Regions from separate parts of the Mus musculus genome. Here region 1 is linked to region 2. A link is a contact called in public promoter capture Hi-C data. All regions are on one chromosome and are shown on one strand. The core of a region is the stretch at or near the end of the contact, and the rest is flanking DNA. Distances in the headings are between cores, read along the strand shown. Region 1 holds the start of Abhd2 (abhydrolase domain containing 2). Region 2 holds the start of E430016F16Rik (RIKEN cDNA E430016F16 gene).

Evidence for each region. Promoter capture Hi-C pulls out the DNA fragments that hold promoters and counts their contacts.
Region 1: a promoter capture Hi-C map of pre-B cells shows a contact between it and region 2, with 3 times the contacts expected there. The contact joins the promoter of Abhd2 here to the promoter of E430016F16Rik in region 2. A contact is called at or near these places in 3 of 39 promoter capture datasets (the HPC-7 cell line, hippocampal neurons and pre-B cells), 1 of 484 Hi-C or Micro-C datasets (CD4 T cells) and 1 of 115 datasets of contacts at active chromatin or transcription factors (memory CD8 T cells).

Annotation. Positions count from the first base shown.
Region 1 is chr7:79,270,737-79,274,962 of GRCm38.p6, reverse strand. It overlaps Abhd2 (abhydrolase domain containing 2), which reads right to left and starts at 1,697. Exons shown (of 11, transcript NM_018811.6): 1 at 1,624-1,697. It overlaps Gm31510 (predicted gene, 31510), which reads left to right and starts at 1,934. Exons shown (of 2, transcript NR_169073.1): 1 at 1,934-1,996; 2 at 3,106-3,271.
Region 2 is chr7:78,715,548-78,719,701 of GRCm38.p6, reverse strand. It overlaps E430016F16Rik (RIKEN cDNA E430016F16 gene), which reads left to right and starts at 1,482. Exons shown (of 11, transcript NR_015542.2): 1 at 1,482-1,622.

The DNA of each region.
Region 1 (4,226 bases), core at 448-2,947, 560 kb before region 2:
GGCCAGGAAACTGATACAGAGAAGTTGGATAACTTGCCCCAAGTCACACAGCTAGGAAGAGGCAGAACGAAGATTTAAACCCAAGCACTTAGATGCCAAAGTCTGAGCTTCTACCCCCTCTGGACTCATCTAGAACTTCAAGAATGAGAACTCTGCCGGAAGTAGAATTCAAATCATGTCCTGCCTAGACCTAGGGTTCAAGGGATGGAACAACTCTTAGTCCTGACCCTGTGATGACCAGCCAGCTGTGACTACCCCAGGCCTTAGGTTTCTTCATCCGTACAATAAGGGGGAAGAGTTAGATGAGCATCAGCCTTTTGGCTTCTAAATATCATGCTGACCGCCAGCAGCGTGGACTGAGCTGCTTTTGGCTGCCTACCCGGACAAAGCTTCATTTATCTTCACCTGGGTAAAGCGGGTTATAATTATTTCTTCTGCTTCCCGACCTTCAGAGGATTATGTCCTTCCTAGTCAAGCAAATGAGGGGAGGCAGTGAGGAGGGGAAATGCATTCTGCTTAGTGTGACTGTAACCCAATGGTCCTTGAAAAGCTCTGGGCACAGATCATGTTGACTCTGCCAATCCTGCAATCTCTCCCAAGCCTGTTCTTGGAACCTGCCTCTGGGCCAGGTAAAACTTGACCAGCTGGAGGTGAGGGCACCACAAAAGAGGAACCAGAAAGTGGAACCCCCAACTGCGCACTTAAGGTGAACCACTTGATTAACTCAGCATTCAATATAATCTATTCCATTTGTACGCAGGCATGCACACATGCATTTGAGAGCTAAGACCTCAAAAAAGATCATTATGGGTGTATTCAACATCCCCTTGGAATCTAGCCAACTCCGGTAAGTCCCATCCTCGATACAGTCAATAAATGTTGTTCAGAGTGCATGGGTGGATGGAGAAGGGCCTCACAGATGGCTCATACAATTCTCCCCTTCCTAAGCATCCCAGACAGGTGGCTATCATCTGGCCTCTGGCTAGGCACTTCCAAGGTCGATGCTCTGGCTGCTCGGCCTGGCAGGCAGCCCGGGGCGCTGCTGGACAGATCTTGTGGGGAAAGCCCACGAAGCACCTAGAACAGTTGCCCCACAAGCTCAATAAAGTGCGCCTCCAAGTAGGTCAAAAATTGCTTCCCTACAACTTGAACCCATCGGTCGTAGGTGAGCCCCGGGATCCCAAAATGCATCGGCCCATCGAAAGGGCTTGTAGTCAGGCCCTTTCAGGTTTCCAGCATCCTGCACTCTCTACCCTGAGTCTGGCCGGCCAGATACCTCCCCCAGGACCAAGACTTCAGCATTGATCAGAGCGAGGGATGGCAGCCAGGAGGCCTCCGTCGGCCTTGTCCCCAACCTCGGTTCCTCGAGCAGGAGAGGACAAAGGACCTTTAGGAAGGCGTATCCCACCAATGGGTTGGGCTGCCCCGTCATCAGACAAGCTGGCCCTCTAGATCCCCGCAGTGCCAGGTGACAGTCCCCCAAACAGTCCCCACGGATCCGGAGCACTCAAGCTGCGGCGCGATGGGCCGAGCCACGCTGGGGACCGGGTAACTCGGGGTTCTGGCCCGACGCATCCAAGGCGCGATCCCTGTTTGGTGGAACTCGCCCAGCCGAGGTCTTACCTTCTCTCATTGACTCCAGCAGTCCAACCCGCCCGGAGTCCGGTTCCCGCAGCTCCGCAGCTGCCGGCTGCGCTCATAGAAATACAGCCGGAACCCCTGGCCAGCGCAGCTCCCGCCGCTACCGGCCCCGCCCAGGCAACTGCCGCCACGCCCCTGACGACCGCCTCTGCTACGCCCCCAAGCAAGGCTCTCCCAGTGTCCATTGGATCACCCAGCCGCCACTCTATTTGTTCATCGCGCTTGTTGCGTCTATATGGTGGCCCATTGGTCAGTAGGACTGCTCCTCAAGGTGGAGGCGGAGATTCTTAGCGGGCAATTCTCCTATAATTGGTTACTTTTGATGTCTTTAGCCAGTGGGCCTAGATGCTATTGGGTAAGGTCCTCCCCGAGGGGCGGGATAAGGGGAGCCGGCTAAAGGATGGGTTATGTTTGATGGTTGATGATACGGAGTAGAGGAGAGGGCCTATTGTGATGGCTTTCTGAGTTCTGGGGCAGAAAGGTCCGGAGTCTTATAGAGATGAACTGGGGAAAGAGATAGCCCAGCCGTGGGGTTCTCAGCACTGGTGTGCCCAGGAAGATGAACCTGTAGCTCAGGACGTAGGTGTTTGAAGTGTGGAGTCCTAACTTAGTAGAGCAGAGGTGGTGAGTCACTAAACCAGAAAGCAAGAGGTGGAGGCGACAAAGAGGTGGAGGCAGCAGCCTTTGACCTCTTTCAGCTAGGGAAGTGGGTGGGAACATGCAGGACTTTATGGACCTGTTACAGTCCCTATGATCTTTCAGCTTTTAACCAGCCCTTGTGGTTGGAGGCCACTTGGAAGAAGTGACCTTTGAAGTCAGACTGCAGTCTTGGCCGTGCCTTTTAGCCTTTTAGAGTTCTCACTGACTATATTTGGTAAGTGCTGGTTGCTGATAGAAGATCAGTACAGTGCGTGGTGTTCCACGGGCGTTTATCAAGACTAGCTATTCATCACTCACCCTCTCCATCCATGCACCTAGACTGGGTTCTACCATTCTGTGAACCTGAGGCTCTGTTCGCAACGGCACGTGCCTGATGGAGAGAATACTGACAACCCGAAAGGGAGCTCCAGTGAGGCAGCCACCGACACACTGCCAAGGCACGCAGTGTGGCTCCAAGAGAAGAGGCAGGAGACAGAAGGAACACATAGCCAGAGGAAGGAATTTAGATTTGAAGCAATGTTAAATTTTCTCTTAATACATTTCCGGACCCCGACAAGGAAAGCATGAGCCAACTCAAGGAGGAGGAGCCAGCACCGGTCTCCTGTTTGTTATTCCAGCAGGAAGCTGAGGCAGGAGGATTGCTTTACTTTGAAGCTACATAATGAGTCCTCCTCTGTCACAATGAGGCCTTGTCACAAACAAACAAAGCAATGTGAGCAAGTAGCAGCCTTTGAAGGCTACTTAGTGCGGATCCAGAAGTCCCTCTAAAATATCCCTCAGACTCCCCCATTTCTCATTTTGAAGGTATGGGACACCCCAGAGTGTGGACGGAAAGACTCTTGGAACTGCATTGAACCCCAGACCTTTCAAAGCACCCATAACTGTGGGACAGTAGAGAGGAGGAGAGGCTCCATTGCTCTTCGGTTTTCCCCCAGTTGTCATGTTACCTCAATAAAGTTTCTCCTCAATATTTATTTATTCCTCTGTAATCTGCTCTCTCTTGACAAAGAGAAGGCCAGGCTTTGGTAGCAAAGGATTTCACTAAGAAACAACCTCCCCCATGGTCATGAGTTCTCTTCTGCTGAGATGGTTTAGACCGTGAGAGATGAGCTCTGGGTTTGTCACCAGATAAGGATATTAACCAACTGGATGTAGTCACCTCACTAATACACAGGTACCAAAGCATCGTGTGGTTGGAGAGCCGTAAGTATGCACAATTGTTGATTAAAACGAAAGTCTTAAAAATGGGGGATGTATATAAATAGATTTGCTGCCAGTCGAGAGAGTTGTATTCATGACTGTGGGTGCAGGCGTGTGTGCGTGTGTGGGTGCACACACTTGGTTCTGAGCTACAGCTTTCTGGTTCTTCCCTTTAAATAGAGTTGGTTGGTGGCTATACACAGGGCTGCACACGTGCTGAGGAAGCCGGCTCAGCCTGATATGGGTCTCCTCCTGCCTGTAAGTGCTGAGTCATCATCTCAGGCCTTGGGATGGCTGTGGTGACTCCAGGGATCTCAGATGAGTTCGCTAGTTTGAATCCCAGCCACAAAGGTGACTGCAGTGAATGGCCGATACCTCACCACAGTAAAAGTAGGTTTTCCCTCCTGTGTCAGGAAGGTAGGATCGGCCAAGACATCTGTCCAGCTTAGGAATTCTCAAAGGATGAGTCACTGAAGCTCCAAAAGCGAGCAGACAAAGCCCAGGCAGAGGCGGAAGCTAGGAGGACGGGTACCTCTCCTTTTTGGCTGGGTGACTTAAAAAAGAATCCATTATAATAAGCTCACAGCACTGTTTCCCTGTGTGTCTCCACCGCTCTTCCAGGGCTCTTGCCATATTCTGTTTAATCATATTATTTCACTTTATAAAACATCCCTGTGGGAGGTCATTCAGGGGGCAAAAATGGCCTCGTTCGCCTTCAAGTTTCA
Region 2 (4,154 bases), core at 233-2,732:
AGTTTTTCATAGTGCCAAGTTTATAACCCATTAAACCCCCGATGATCTTTACTGCCGATGAATTAGATGTCAATTTTTAGAACATTAATTTTTACATTTCCCTGCCCTGGAAGCAGCCTAAGTATAGCTTCCTTCACATGATAGGGTCTTCACTGTGACTCCCAGGGTCACACGGGGCTTGGAGAGAGTTCTTCCTGAGGTTGGATCTGGAGAATATAGTAACTGTATCCCACAGAGATGGCTTCGGTCCGTTTTGCTTTTTGAGTTCTTAAGTCTGCTTTTTATAGTTTGCTGTCTCTTTCTGTGCTCTCAGGCTGTCAACTGTCACTTCCTGCAGCTGTCAGCCTGGCTTTCTCTTTCTTGAGACTCACCACTATCGGCATCTTCCCCGCCCCCAGTGCGCACACACACACACACACACACACACACACACACACACACACAGAGGGAGATTCCATTCTGATTCAGGATTACTTAGAGTCAGTGGGCTTGACTCATCCAATCTGTAAAGCAGCCACCCCCTAACCTGAGAGCAGCCCCTGATCTGGTGACATCAGCTTCACCTGGGAACTCCTTAGAGATGCCCATTCCTCCGGTCCTGTTCCAGACTTGCCTAATCAGAATCACTGGAGTGGGGTGGGAAGGGTAGAACAAGCAATCTGTATTTACCAAGCTGTCTGGTGATTTAGGTGTCTCTCAGTTGGAGAAATAGCCCATAGGAAAGGGAAATAAGGTCCGAGGGAAGGCTTACGGCGCTGCACGTGGTTCAGAGAATCAGTCTATGTTCTGTGTCCAATCTAGAGACTTCTGTGTCTTTCTGGGTTCTGGGCTGTGTTCAGTGCTATTGGACAGTTTCAGGATAGCTGAATTGTAGGAAGGTGTGATGTTGTGCATGTGTGTCAGCCTAGTACATACAGAGAATGAGTAAAGGATAGAGAGAGAAAAGCCAGGCTCTGCAGAGAGGCTTGTCTTAGCTCCTAGAATCTTCCGTGTGTGGCTTAGCCTCAGAATCCTGGTTGCAATCCACCAGCTCAGAGTCCTACCAGTCTTCAGGTAGAAGGAGGAGCTCCTGGGTTTCGCCTGTGAATAGTGTGCCTAAGGCTCAGACCAAGTGTCAGGAACACTCTGAGAGTTACCAGCTGGTGGAGACTCTGCCAGAGACTCTCCACGCGGAATTTTTCAGGCGGACAGCTGGGATATGTGTGGGAGCCTCAGAGATGCATGGATTTGGGTTTGTAAACACAGGCCTGTTAAATTTAGGGCGGGCCTCGGGCCTAGGAGAGCTCCGTAGCATCATTTGGCAACTGTTGCCCATATTGAGTGGTTTAAAAACCCTGCTTATTCCTTATATAGTAGGAGGCCTGTTTTAGCACAGCTTGTCATCAGAGGGGAGGGTCTTGGCACAGGAGTTGAACACCCACTGTGTGCCAGGTGCTCTGCATAAACCATGCCGTTTTGACTGCTGCGTATTCAGGGGCTGAGGCTTATCAGCTCTGCTTACTGAGAGCAAAGGTCTAGACCTAAGAAATCTCAGTCATGGTGTTGGATGTGCCTCAAGGATGGATGCAAGAGGACCACCTCCTGTGTAGTGGAGAAGGGCAACCGGCAGATGGCATGTAGTGGTAAGGATCCTCTGTCCATAGTGAGAACCCGATACCATCCATAGAAGCCGGGCCAAAGAACTGGCCAAACTGCCTAGTTTCCTTGTGTTACTGCTTGTCAGAAAAAGACATCTGGAGTATGATCCCACAGGATGCTCTTCAAATTCAAGGCTTTGCTGGACAAATCACTTTGGGAATTGTCATAAAGCTTTATTCTCCCCTTGGAGATTGTGAGTTACTTGTGGTAAGCAGGGTTAACCAGCCAAGCAGACAGAGATGATCACTATAAAGAGATGCTGGGAACTGGCTTTGTGGTGGTGCGGGCTGGCAGGGAAAGGTTGACGTCCCAAGGGCAGGCTGCACCTCTCTGCCTGCATCAAGGGCGATGCTGTCTGTGAGTGGGACCCTTCCACCCACCTTTGTGGGGAGACTTCCACTCTACTGTTAGGGCCTTTGGAGCCACTGAGTCCAGTCAACCCAGGTATCCTTTACTCAAAACTAGCTTATTGTAGAATTAACTACACCTATCAAATTTTCCTGGAAACACCTAGGGAAGCATTTGACATTGGCATCTAAGATTGATCACTACAATTATGGTTTAGACCTTAGATATACCCCGAAGGCTTGTTGAAGGCTTTGTGGCAGTGTTTGGAGCTAGTAGAGTCTTTAGTGTGGAGCTCTGTAGAAAGGCATCAGGTTCATAGGGTTCTGCCCATGAAAGTGTGATTGGTATCTCAGTCCCTTTCTTTTCATCTCTGCTTACTGGCTGCCACCGGTGAGCAGCCTCCTCTGCCCTGATGATTTCTGTGCCACAGGCCTGAAGCAAGTGAACTGAGCCACTGTGGACTGAAACCTCAGAATGCATGCATGCATTGAAACACTCTTGTACATTGAGTGCCTCAGGTATTTAGACACAGTGAGACAGAGATGACTGGCCAGTAGAATACCAGATGTAGCACAGAAGTCTTCTCCAAAAAGACATCTTGATTTTGGTGAATCTCTTCCCTCCTAAAGTTGCCCTGCCTGCTCTCCCATTTTACAAACCCGTAACAGAACAGCCATGTGTGCCAGAGTTCCACACAGCGCTTAGGAGATTGCTGGCCTGAGCTTCCTGGCCCTACCTCAACCCGAGACCCTGGAAGAGCTCAGACGCTAAACAATTCAGTCTTTGGTGATTCAGGGACATAGTTTGCCAACCTCAATCCCATTGGTATCTTAGCCAGCTAATTCTGTGTCATAGGGCTCACCCTGTGTACTGTGGGATATTTAGCAGGATTCCTGGTCTTGGTCTGATGGATGACAGCAGTACTCCTTCCTCCCCAGCTATGACAATCCATAATGTCAAACATCTTCCGACAAGTGAAATGTTCCCTGCTGAAAAGCACTAGTGCAGAGGAAGACATTGTGGAATAGCATAGAGGTCCAGGGAGCCCGGCAACCTGAGTTTGAACTGTACCTCTCACATTTAACTGTGTCCTACCGTGTTCTGGACAACTTGGAGCAGTCCAGCCTGGGTTGACTAGCTCTGTGCGGGGAATGACTTTACTTTCATGAGGCCCCATTTTCCACCTCTCCAAAATGATGATCATGATAGGATTTATCAAGTTATTGAGGGATTCATTGGAGTAGAGTATTTAGGCTGCCTGGCTCTCAACAATTATTCTGCATGTGTTTGTCCTTTAGCCTTCTGACAAGGAGGCCCAGTCTCTTGTCTGAATTCTCCTGGGCATCCTGGGATAATGGAATTGCAAGACCATCATCTGGTCTATATTCTAAGTAAGAAGACAAATTCATCTTGGGGTTTGAGGCTCCAGGGCTTCAGACTGGTAACAGTCCCCCACTCGGAGTGCAGATGCCCATGACCCCAAGTTTACAGAGGAACTTCAAGAATGTCCAGAGCTCAGCAGCCTCAGACTCCCTTCCAGGCCACTCCACAGGTTGCTCCATGGCTCCTTCCCACAGGCCACAGATTTATGAATGGTGCACACTGTGTCCTTGCCAGGAGGTTTATTAATGGGCTTTCATACAGCACTTTAGGTTGGTGAGCTCTCCTTGCTCCTTCGGTTCCTGGCCGGATGCAGGGAGATACATCACATCAGCAAAATCTTCCTCTTGATTTGCCAGAGGGGGTGATTAAGACACCATCTATTGGGGATAGACTCTCAGCCCACTCTCCTCCTCCTTTGGCCATCTCTTGGCCACTAACAAATTCCATGGAGGCAGCATATAGCCCATAGCCATCCTCTGCAGGTAAGACGGCCACCTTATTGCCAGTCATGGGGATGCAGAGCATACTAACTTCAGGTCAGAAGTTTTGGGTTCTGGGCATCTACCTACTAGGCAGATAACTCGGGAGAGTTGCTGGGCCTCTCAGAGTTTCAGTTTCTTCATCTGGAGTCACAGCCATCTCCTAGCATGGGTGGGAATATTTCCTGAGTGTTTTAGTTGTGCAAAACCTTGTCCAGGATTAGTGTATCCTCTTTATGGAGGAAGCATGCACAGCAAGGGTGGGGTTTGAGTTACTCAGACACCTCAGAGTGTAGCAGCTTTGGA